Linked DNA regions of Drosophila melanogaster: region 2 is linked to region 1. A link is a contact called in public Hi-C data. All regions are on one chromosome and are shown on one strand. The core of a region is the stretch at or near the end of the contact, and the rest is flanking DNA. Distances in the headings are between cores, read along the strand shown.

Region 1 (4,505 bases), core at 1,213-3,712:
TTCACTGATCTAATTTCGAAATATTTACAATATTTTTTTTTGGCTTGCTAGCCTCTGCTTTTGTTTGTCTTTGGCCTTTTTGTCAGATATCGCTCATCCGCCGCCCCTTAAGCGACGTCTGCGCCGGAGCAAGTCGAAACTGGAAATGTGGCGCGGTGGTTGAACGAGCCAGAAAAAATCCAGCATTTCATCACCACCACCAGCAAGAAAATGGGCTTGGCCTTTTCGTTTGAGTGAGTATTTCGAGGCACTCATTCTCCTCGATTCCGATTCTTCAGGTTCCTCTCACTCTTTTCATTTTGATAGCCCGTCGGCGCAAAATGTAAGAAATGGCACGAGAACTTCAATTCATTTTTACAAAATTGTTCTTTCTTTAATATGAAAAGATTTTTACTTAAAAATCTTATAATTATATCATGCACAATAAGATTTTCCATACATTTCTACGTTTATAAGCTGTTAATCTACTGTTAAGAATGTGTATTTTCATGAAAATGGTAATTGTTAAAAAAGTCGATACAACATATGAAGTGACCGAATTTTTAATGAATTACGTTTGTATATTATATATTGTACTGTTTTACAAATGCAAACCGAGAAAAGATGACTTAAATTTTGTTTCGTAGTTTTCAAATACATCTTTGAATAAAACTCATGACCATAAGTTGATAACAACTTAGTAGATATTCAACAGTAATTGGCAGATGTTGCGCTTGAGTATTCAACACACTCGATGCTTTTGCCGTGTTGCAACTTCACTTTCAGGTGTGCGGCACAACTTAATTGAATTCATAGAGCGTGTTGGCACACCCGTACGGTGAACACCATGATATGGGAACGGTAGCCGCTTGACGACTTCATAAAATGTGATGTATGAGCAGTTGGCCGTGGACATCCTCTTCACGATGGCTTGGAAAACGTTTTATTCGAATTTAATTCAAAGTGTTTCAAATTGGCCCGGGCATTGATAATTTCGCACGAATAAAGTCGTCACCGGGAATAGACCGTGGAGTAATTTCATTTCACGCTGCCTCAAATGAAGTGCGCAGTTCTGGGGGGAAAGCATCGCTCAACCTTGCCACCATCGATGTTGGTCCATTGTGCCCCGAGACATAGTTGAATCAAGTTTCAGTACAAATTTGTACAATTTCATATTTACCCAGCACCACAAAACGACGCCAGACAATGGAAACTGCTTAAAGATAGCTGCCGGGGCACAAAGCACCCCAGGAGCGTCTCGTGGTGATTATGAACTCGGGTTGAAAGCCGGGTAAAAAAGGGCAGATAAGTTATTGTTGCAACCCCTGCAAGGGATCCGTAAAAATAGGACAAGATATAGATACACTCGCACACACATTCATCTGCCCGGAGGGTGCGTCGTAAAAATGAGTTACGAGTCCTGCCATTTTAAATTAAAATAGCAGGCAGCCTCCATTGTGGCAGCAAGATGGTCGAAGCAAAAGGAAAAAGGTCAAAGGCCATACAATTCCACCCTGAAAACCCAATCCAGCGGACAAAATGGTCATGTTGACAGAAGTAAATCTCTTGAATTATCGCATTAGATGCCGCATTCTCACAGATAGATTCCAGGCCCGATGAAGCCATATCATAAATAATCAGGATCGGAAAGTCGCTTGGGCATTATAAAGGATTTTCGAGCAGCCCTGTTGATTTAAGAATTCTTCCTGTGTTTGCTTTGCATTTGAAAGGGTTCAAGATCTTGGCCACCCCATTTTGAATGTTTTAGTGTTGATCGACATTTTACTTTCAAATCCTATTTGTCTGTATATTAATATTAATTTTAGGCGAAGTTTCTTTCCAGCCTGTTTAGGCCCCAATTTTAATAAAAAAAAAAAACAATTTAATGTTAATTCGCTAATATCATCTTATATTTTTGTTTGATATTTTTCTGCTGTCTTCGTAACATTACATTTTACAGATTTTAGGAACCAATTTCCTAAAAACTTGACCCAGTTGTAGGAAATTGTTTCTAAAATTTCTAGTTTAATTTTAGGTTTTGCAGCAATAACTTTGTATTTCTTCCGGAATCGTTCAACTCGCATGAATCGTTTGTAGCATTAGTCAGTATTGTCATTTCATTGAACCACTGTAATGGTGAAGTACTCCTCTGGGGCCACCAGATACTCGAACTTGCGAGTGCCCAGGCGCATGAAGCAGAGTTTGTTGGACGGGTCAATGTCCCGGACTACGCTTTGGCAGGTGCTCACCAGGAGTCCATGTAAGTGCTTCAGGATCGCCTGGGCACTTGTGTTATCGAAGGATGTTTCGGCCACCGCATTGGCTGTGTTATCGGACACCACATACCCAATAGTATGTTCCGATAGAATGCGATCCACGATTGTTCCATTCTGGTGAATCACCTTCTCGAGAATGCGATTCATTATTTTAAGTGTAGATATTAACTATTTTTTTTTAGCTTGCGACTGTTATTAAGATGACTTCCCTGTTGAATTTTTAATACAGAAATGAATATTTTTGAGATGATCGATTCAAATATAAAAGTTTGGTTTGACTTTTAAGTCTCAGCACTCTTTAGAAATTAACTAACACATTCCCGCACTCATAAGTTGATATATACTTGCATTATTAATTATGCAAGCTGTATTAAAAGAAATTCATGCAGGCTTTTTAATTTTCCAATAATGTTTTTGAGTACATCAATTAGGTCCCGTATAAAATGAAAATACCCTTTTTCGCTTTTCATTTACCTCATTTTGAATTGAGCCTCCATGTTCGATGGTTTTTAATCCGATCTATAATTACAGCACGAGCCTATTCCTATCGCGTTGATTAAATAAGTGTTGGTTATATCGCAACAGATGGCAGTGGGGTCGAATAAATTAAACTTATCGAAGTTCCCTTATCTCGCTGCGGCCCTCGATCCCCACTCCCCCTGGAATCCCCAATGCCATTGAACTTGCCCTCCAATTGGATCTGAATGCTCGACGAGGTCAGTTCGAATTACTGCACACAAATACTGATATTCCCGCCCAAGTTCAAGTGGTCGCGTGGCTGCTACGAGTTCCTCCTCCCGCAGGCAACCTCATCATCAAGCCGTTTTCATTTAATTTTCATGCACATTTAATGGCGTCTGTTATTGGCTTTTAACGAGATTTTCACTCCACCCGCTGTTGTATTTTTAGGTATCCGTATAATTGACTTTTTGACTTTGAACTGCACTGTCGCAGGTCGTTGACTTGCCGCCGGCTACTTAAACTAATTCCAATTGCTAGCTTAGCTTAAAGCCCACTTAAAACCCTATTCGACTCCCATAAATCAGTGCTAACTGTGGTGCAAAACTGAATTCTGGCGGGTGTTTAGTATTTAGTACAACACTCATCAGAGCCACGCTCATCTGCATTCAGGGCCCCTGTCTGCTCAACTCCTCATCTGCCCATCTCCTCGGGAAGAAGTGCTTGTCGGACAAGTCCAGAGTGCATGTGGGTGCCCGGGTATATACCCATATTCCCGGATCGACCCAAAATGGCCACTCGAGCGCCCACAACGGCCATAAAACACTTTTGGACATGCTGTTGGCCCAGCAAACAGCTCTCAACTCTGGTCCGCTTTTTCCCTCTGAGCTGGTCAATAAAATGTGCATAAATCCGGATGCCGTTCAACGGCAACCCAAATCTGGACGTTTCTCGCCGTCCAGGAGAAGCCTTTGCATTTATCGGGTCAAACTCAAAGTACAGTGGGTACATTTTATCGCATGCACTAACCATATATGCTATAATATTCTATATAATATAAAACCTACCGCACATTTTGTAAGTGAATTTATCACAGTTTTTCTAAATTTTGAGATTTTTTCCACTACGATTGCAAAGAATTAAATTTTTAAACAGCATTTCCCCCAAACCTACTCCCCTTTTAGTCATGATTAATGGCCGCCAAATGCAAAACGAGAGATTTGTGGCCCGGAAAATGAATTGTGTCCAAGTTGTGCCTGGAGCCATTTCAAACTATGCAAAATGCATGCTCGTAAATCCCCTGAGCCCAAGTCGGACTATTTCACTATCTGTGGGGCCGATTTGGGCTTTGGGTTTTGGCCACGGGCGGGATTAGGCGGCAAACGCTTATCCGAAAGCCAGATACTCGGCACTATGCCGGCACCATAACTCATTTAATTAGATGACTATCGCTGTTTGGGCATAATTCATCCACCAATGGACGATACTCGTCCAACCCCCGCGAATAGCGATGAGGTCAAAAGGTCGGGCGGTATCAAAAACGATAAATAACACCCAAAGAGAATGAAACTTACGAAATGGTAAAATTCTTTCGTTAATTAGAAAAACCAGCAAACCAACTGGCAAACTGAAATTAAAAAAAAAAACTCACAAAGACCAAAATACAGGACATACGGGGACAATTTGAAAACACTTTCTCTGCCTTCGCTCCGGAAAATGCAAATGAGCTACTCGAGCTGGAATTCAGGCCCTTTTAGAGTCCGGTCATTGGCCGGCGGTCAGTTCGGTCAG
Region 2 (4,505 bases), core at 1,288-3,787, 140 kb after region 1:
AGCTGCCTGGCGTATTTGAACTGTTTGGGTAGGACCCCCTTCTACTATTCGCTGACTTTTAAGCTGCACCTGCGACCCAATTCAATTGGATAGTTCTACAGTCGGCAGATGGAGTTTTATGCAAATTGTCATTATTATAACTTTTATTTGGCACGCATATAATATACAATATATGAAATATGTTAAGATGGAGACTCACCTGATGCAGCTGCCGTCGGGTTAAGTCCTCGCTCCAGGGGTCGATGTGTAATCAAACTGGAAGGGCATAAAGTATATGTTATGTTATATTAAATAAGCAAATTAATAATGCAAAAATAATAGTCTAGCAAAAGGTTTATAAAATGTATTTTCGGAAACATCAAAGCATCAGCAACTTTATTTAATTTTAAGCCACGTGAAACTAAGTTGAAGAGTTGTGGATGTTATTAATATTTTAAAGAACGATCGATGGAGTTGCTAGGAAAAGGGGTTACTTCATGGCAATAAGCCTCTGCTCATGTGTGAGTTTTCCTATCGCCTACGCTCCATTTCCCGACTTGTGCAAGTGGACTCATATGTAAAACACTTTTCACAGCCGATTACATGGATTACACAACACAAATGGCCGGCCAGGACCCAAGTACTCCAACCCATTTGCCAGTTGCCGAAAAGGACGTTGCGATTTATGCCGGAACACGCTCCTCATTATTATTTCACGCTTATCATTTTATTTCAATTCATTTCAGCACAACGGCCCACCGAACCCCAACCCATTAACCCCTGCCTGCCATCCCAGAGTGCGCTTTCGTGTTTGCGGAAAACAGGAATACAATAAATATATAGTTGCTTCCCGGGGATTGGACTGCCACTTGCCACTCACGCAGGACCCAGTTCCATCGAGGGATATTTATAGGGAGATGCTCGAGATGCATTCATATTCCACGGGGTCCAGTTGTGGGTCTTTCGTGCGCTCCATTGCCCTCCGTTCATTCGATTATGCCAACATATACATGGTATATGCTTTTATGCTCATATAGGTCGTGCGCCCTTTGCCACGCCCCCTCCCACTGTTCGCCATTTTACGCCCATCGGGGACCATCGAGTCGAGTGTCGATGGTATTTGTTTGTTTTTGCCATCAGCCATCTGCCCCCGTTCTCATCAATTTGCTTTTCTTTTTTTTTTTTGCTTTACTCATGCCATTCTGTGTGCTTTTTGGGAAAAACTTTTTAGTTTCCTTGTTTGATAGACAAACAGACGGCAATCGACCGACCTCGAATTCCCCAATGGAATATGCTCGTGTGCATAAATTCTGGCGAAATACATGTCTTCCTTTTCTGCGGGCGAAATCGCTTTCATTTTCATAATGAGCCGCCGGAGACGTAGCCATTTTCCCGGAGAGTGGCTGCCACCAGGTCCTCAAAGTAATTGGCCGCGCAACTTGTAAATGACAAACATGTCCAGGCCAGAGTAATGGACTTTTCCCTTTAGTTTTTCCCTCCATCGAGTGTCTGTCAGTATCGAAATTCCATAAAAGAGAAACTTTGGTTCATTAATATTTTTTGTTTTCCGAAGATTGGCTGCGCGCGGCAAATGGAGAAAAAGAAAAATGTTCCATAGTATATGTATTTCCCCGACCTCCTTGTGTTGATTTGTTAAATTCACTCCGGTTTCGATTTATTTATGTAGCCTCGTTGTTATCGTAACAAGGGTCACGCTGAAACAAATCTCCGGAGAAAGTTGAAAATTTTAAAAGGGAGGTGTCATCTGAAATGCCAGGGAACTATTTCGAACATGGAAAACAACAGTTTCAATCAGGTCATGTACCTAATAAATGTATACGTATATATAAATTCCTTGAAACATCCACTTAAGCTATCAAAATGTAAGCTCAATATACAATGTAAATTAAAACAGAGGCTATAAATAATGTTTACTTCACAGAAGTTCCATTAATAGTTCCTTTCCAGTTTAAATTTATAAATTTATATTTATATACCGTTGGTCCTTTTGCAGAAATGTAAAATAAACCTTTAATATTTTCTAACCATTCCAGAAATCTGTAAAATCCATAACCCCTTCTGCCTAATAATATCCTGCCGCCTGCTGCGGAAATGGAACGTCGGAGGCTATCTCCGGCTGTGCCCAGTGGTCGAAGTCGCGGAAGGGAATGGAAAGGGGTTTTACGACTACGGGACTCAAAGGTACCTCCTGGGACCTGAGAGTGCTACGCTCTGAATGCAATTACCAAAAAAAAAAACAGAGACACTTTTTTGGTCAAAATGTGAAGCGTCCCTAATATTCCGGGAAAAGTGAAAGTGCTGCAGCAGCCCCTGTTTATGGCAGCCATATAAATTGCAATTTTCAGCGTTCTCTACTTTTTGCTGTTGTTGCTACACTACGCACTATATCGAACGGGTTGGGATGGGCATATGGGTCTGTGATCCGTATCTGCAGATATGTATGTATGTATGTATGTGCACTGGATGCCACATGCCGACAGGCAGCACAAATATTTGCCATCGTAAAGCAATCTGCCTCAGCTGGCCGGAGTCTCTAAACAGGCTGTCTGTTATGACAATTGAATCCGCGCCGTCTTGCAATGCGATGCATTGCATTATAACAGTTCCCCAGTTGACCATCTCGGGAGTGGATGGGAGTGTCCAGAGTCGTAAAAATTATGGAAACCGAATGCGAATCCCGGGCACTTGATGGCGGCGCATGGCGGCCATTCGAATGGATCAACGAACCCGAAAATAACAGATGCAGATATGCAGCGATAAGGTCGAACAATTATCAATTGCGATTGCTTCATTCGAATCGAAATGGAGCCTCCGTTTTGGGGCTGTCTCACCCGCCTCCAACTCGTCAAACTGGTTAACTGATGCAACTTGGCCTGCCGCTGGGCATAAATTGCAATTTACGGTAAGCGGCTCGGCTTTGGCTAAATAATTCCCTATCTTCGCACCAGAGGGAAGGAACGGGTTTCGGCAGTAAGTTAATATATTTTATACTCCTTATTACTGGAAAAACGAGTGACTTTCTCGCATGCAGCACTCACATATTCGCGAGAGCATTAGTTTCTTAATTAATTAACATATAGACAATTTAAAAACTCGTTAAACTAATTTTCTTGAGTGAAGTGAGTTCTACAGTAGCCGCTGATACTGGCAGCCATTTTTAGTTTGAATTTATGGCTGACATATTAATTAAGACGATCTAAGAATTAAATCTAAAATGTGATCTTATCTTTATCACTCAGATTCACACAGAGAGAAAGGCTTTTCAAACCAAAATAATGCAGATGTAAGTATATATTATATATATTATGCAGTATATTATATAAAATTATATACTTATTTGTTGCAATATAAATGACTATTTAAAAATATATGAGTTAACTTTAAAAATTTTTTAATGTTTTCTTTTGATTTCTTTGATAAAAAGAATTCTCTTTCGTTTGGCAACACATTGGATAGAAGTAGCAAATGTTCCTACTCCTTACAGAGTCGTTTCGCATATTGCCAAACATCCTAGTTTAGTGGATTGCTAATTCAGCCTTTATCAACCATCGCGTGTGGCCTGAACCCAAAACCAGTTTCATTTCCCCCGTTCGACCTGCAGCCCGTTCACATTCCAACCACCCATTTGCCCACTGTAAAGTGCCCACTGTGCGCATGTGCGGGATTTCGCGTTGCCACGACCCATGGGAAATTGCTCGCTTTTCCACCGCCAAAGAAAATTCTGGTACATGACGCCACACCGAAAGTTCTCCCTAGAATCCACACCATATGGCAATGGGAGTGATGCGCACATGTGGCCTTTGAATATTTGAACTTATCTGTGTCTGCCCGCGAGTATCTGTATCTGAGTGTGTGTTTCTCTGGCTGTCTGAAAGGAGTTGAATGCAACGCGGTGGCCACATCACATCATGGCGACCCAGTCATCGACTTCATCATCTTTGGGGTTATGGCAAGGAAACTTCTTAGCGTAGTCGGTGTATTGGGGAGGGCAAAATGCAGCTCGTGGATTTCCCAGTTGCTGGATCACTTGCTTTTATACTCCCGATAAGCTGCAGCTCAGAAAAATGTCAACTTTCATCAGGCGACGTCTGTCAGCCAATCAGTCCGTCATAATTTTCCCTCCACTGAGCTTTTCCTTGCTGCTTAGCTAGATTAAACTAATGCAAATACTTTTGAAACTTAATAAAGTCAATGCGAGGGAAAATATTTTGCTCGCTGCCAAAGAATATATTTCTCTTATCGTTTCAATTACTGGGTGCATTAGAATGAGTGCTCATATTACTAATCACTGATTTAATATTCGAAACTCAGACATTTTAGTCTTATCAATGGAAACAATTCGATTATGTCGGCATAATTTTATGTTGAGGTCACCCATTTTAATTTATGCTCTTTCTTATAATTTGTTTCTTTTTTGTTCACCCTGGCAAGCTACAATTTGTTCAAATAATATAACGTCGTAAAAGACATATCATAGACAGCTTTATTTGTTATTTTTTTATGTT

Evidence for each region. A called contact is a pair of places that touch in the nucleus more often than the background predicts.
Region 2: a Hi-C map of the Kc167 cell line shows a contact between it and region 1, with 2.6 times the contacts expected there. A contact is called at or near these places in 6 of 107 Hi-C or Micro-C datasets (the Clone 8 cell line, the Kc167 cell line, embryo and 2 more).

What each region holds. Positions count from the first base shown.
Region 1 is chr3R:16,748,872-16,753,376 of dm6, forward strand. CG31275 reads right to left here and starts at 2,463. Exons shown (of 1, transcript NM_169732.2): 1 at 1,870-2,463. The coding sequence starts at 2,402. The coding sequence ends at 2,097. All of the region lies in intron 2 of lncRNA:bxd (bithoraxoid), which reads right to left.
Region 2 is chr3R:16,889,873-16,894,377 of dm6, forward strand. lncRNA:CR43617 (long non-coding RNA:CR43617) reads left to right here and starts at 2,538. Exons shown (of 2, transcript NR_048422.1): 1 at 2,538-3,283. It overlaps MSAmiP (MSA micropeptide), which reads right to left. Exons shown (of 8, transcript NM_001414138.1): 2 at 200-255. lncRNA:iab8 (long non-coding RNA:iab8) reads right to left here. Exons shown (of 8, transcript NR_048413.2): 3 at 200-255.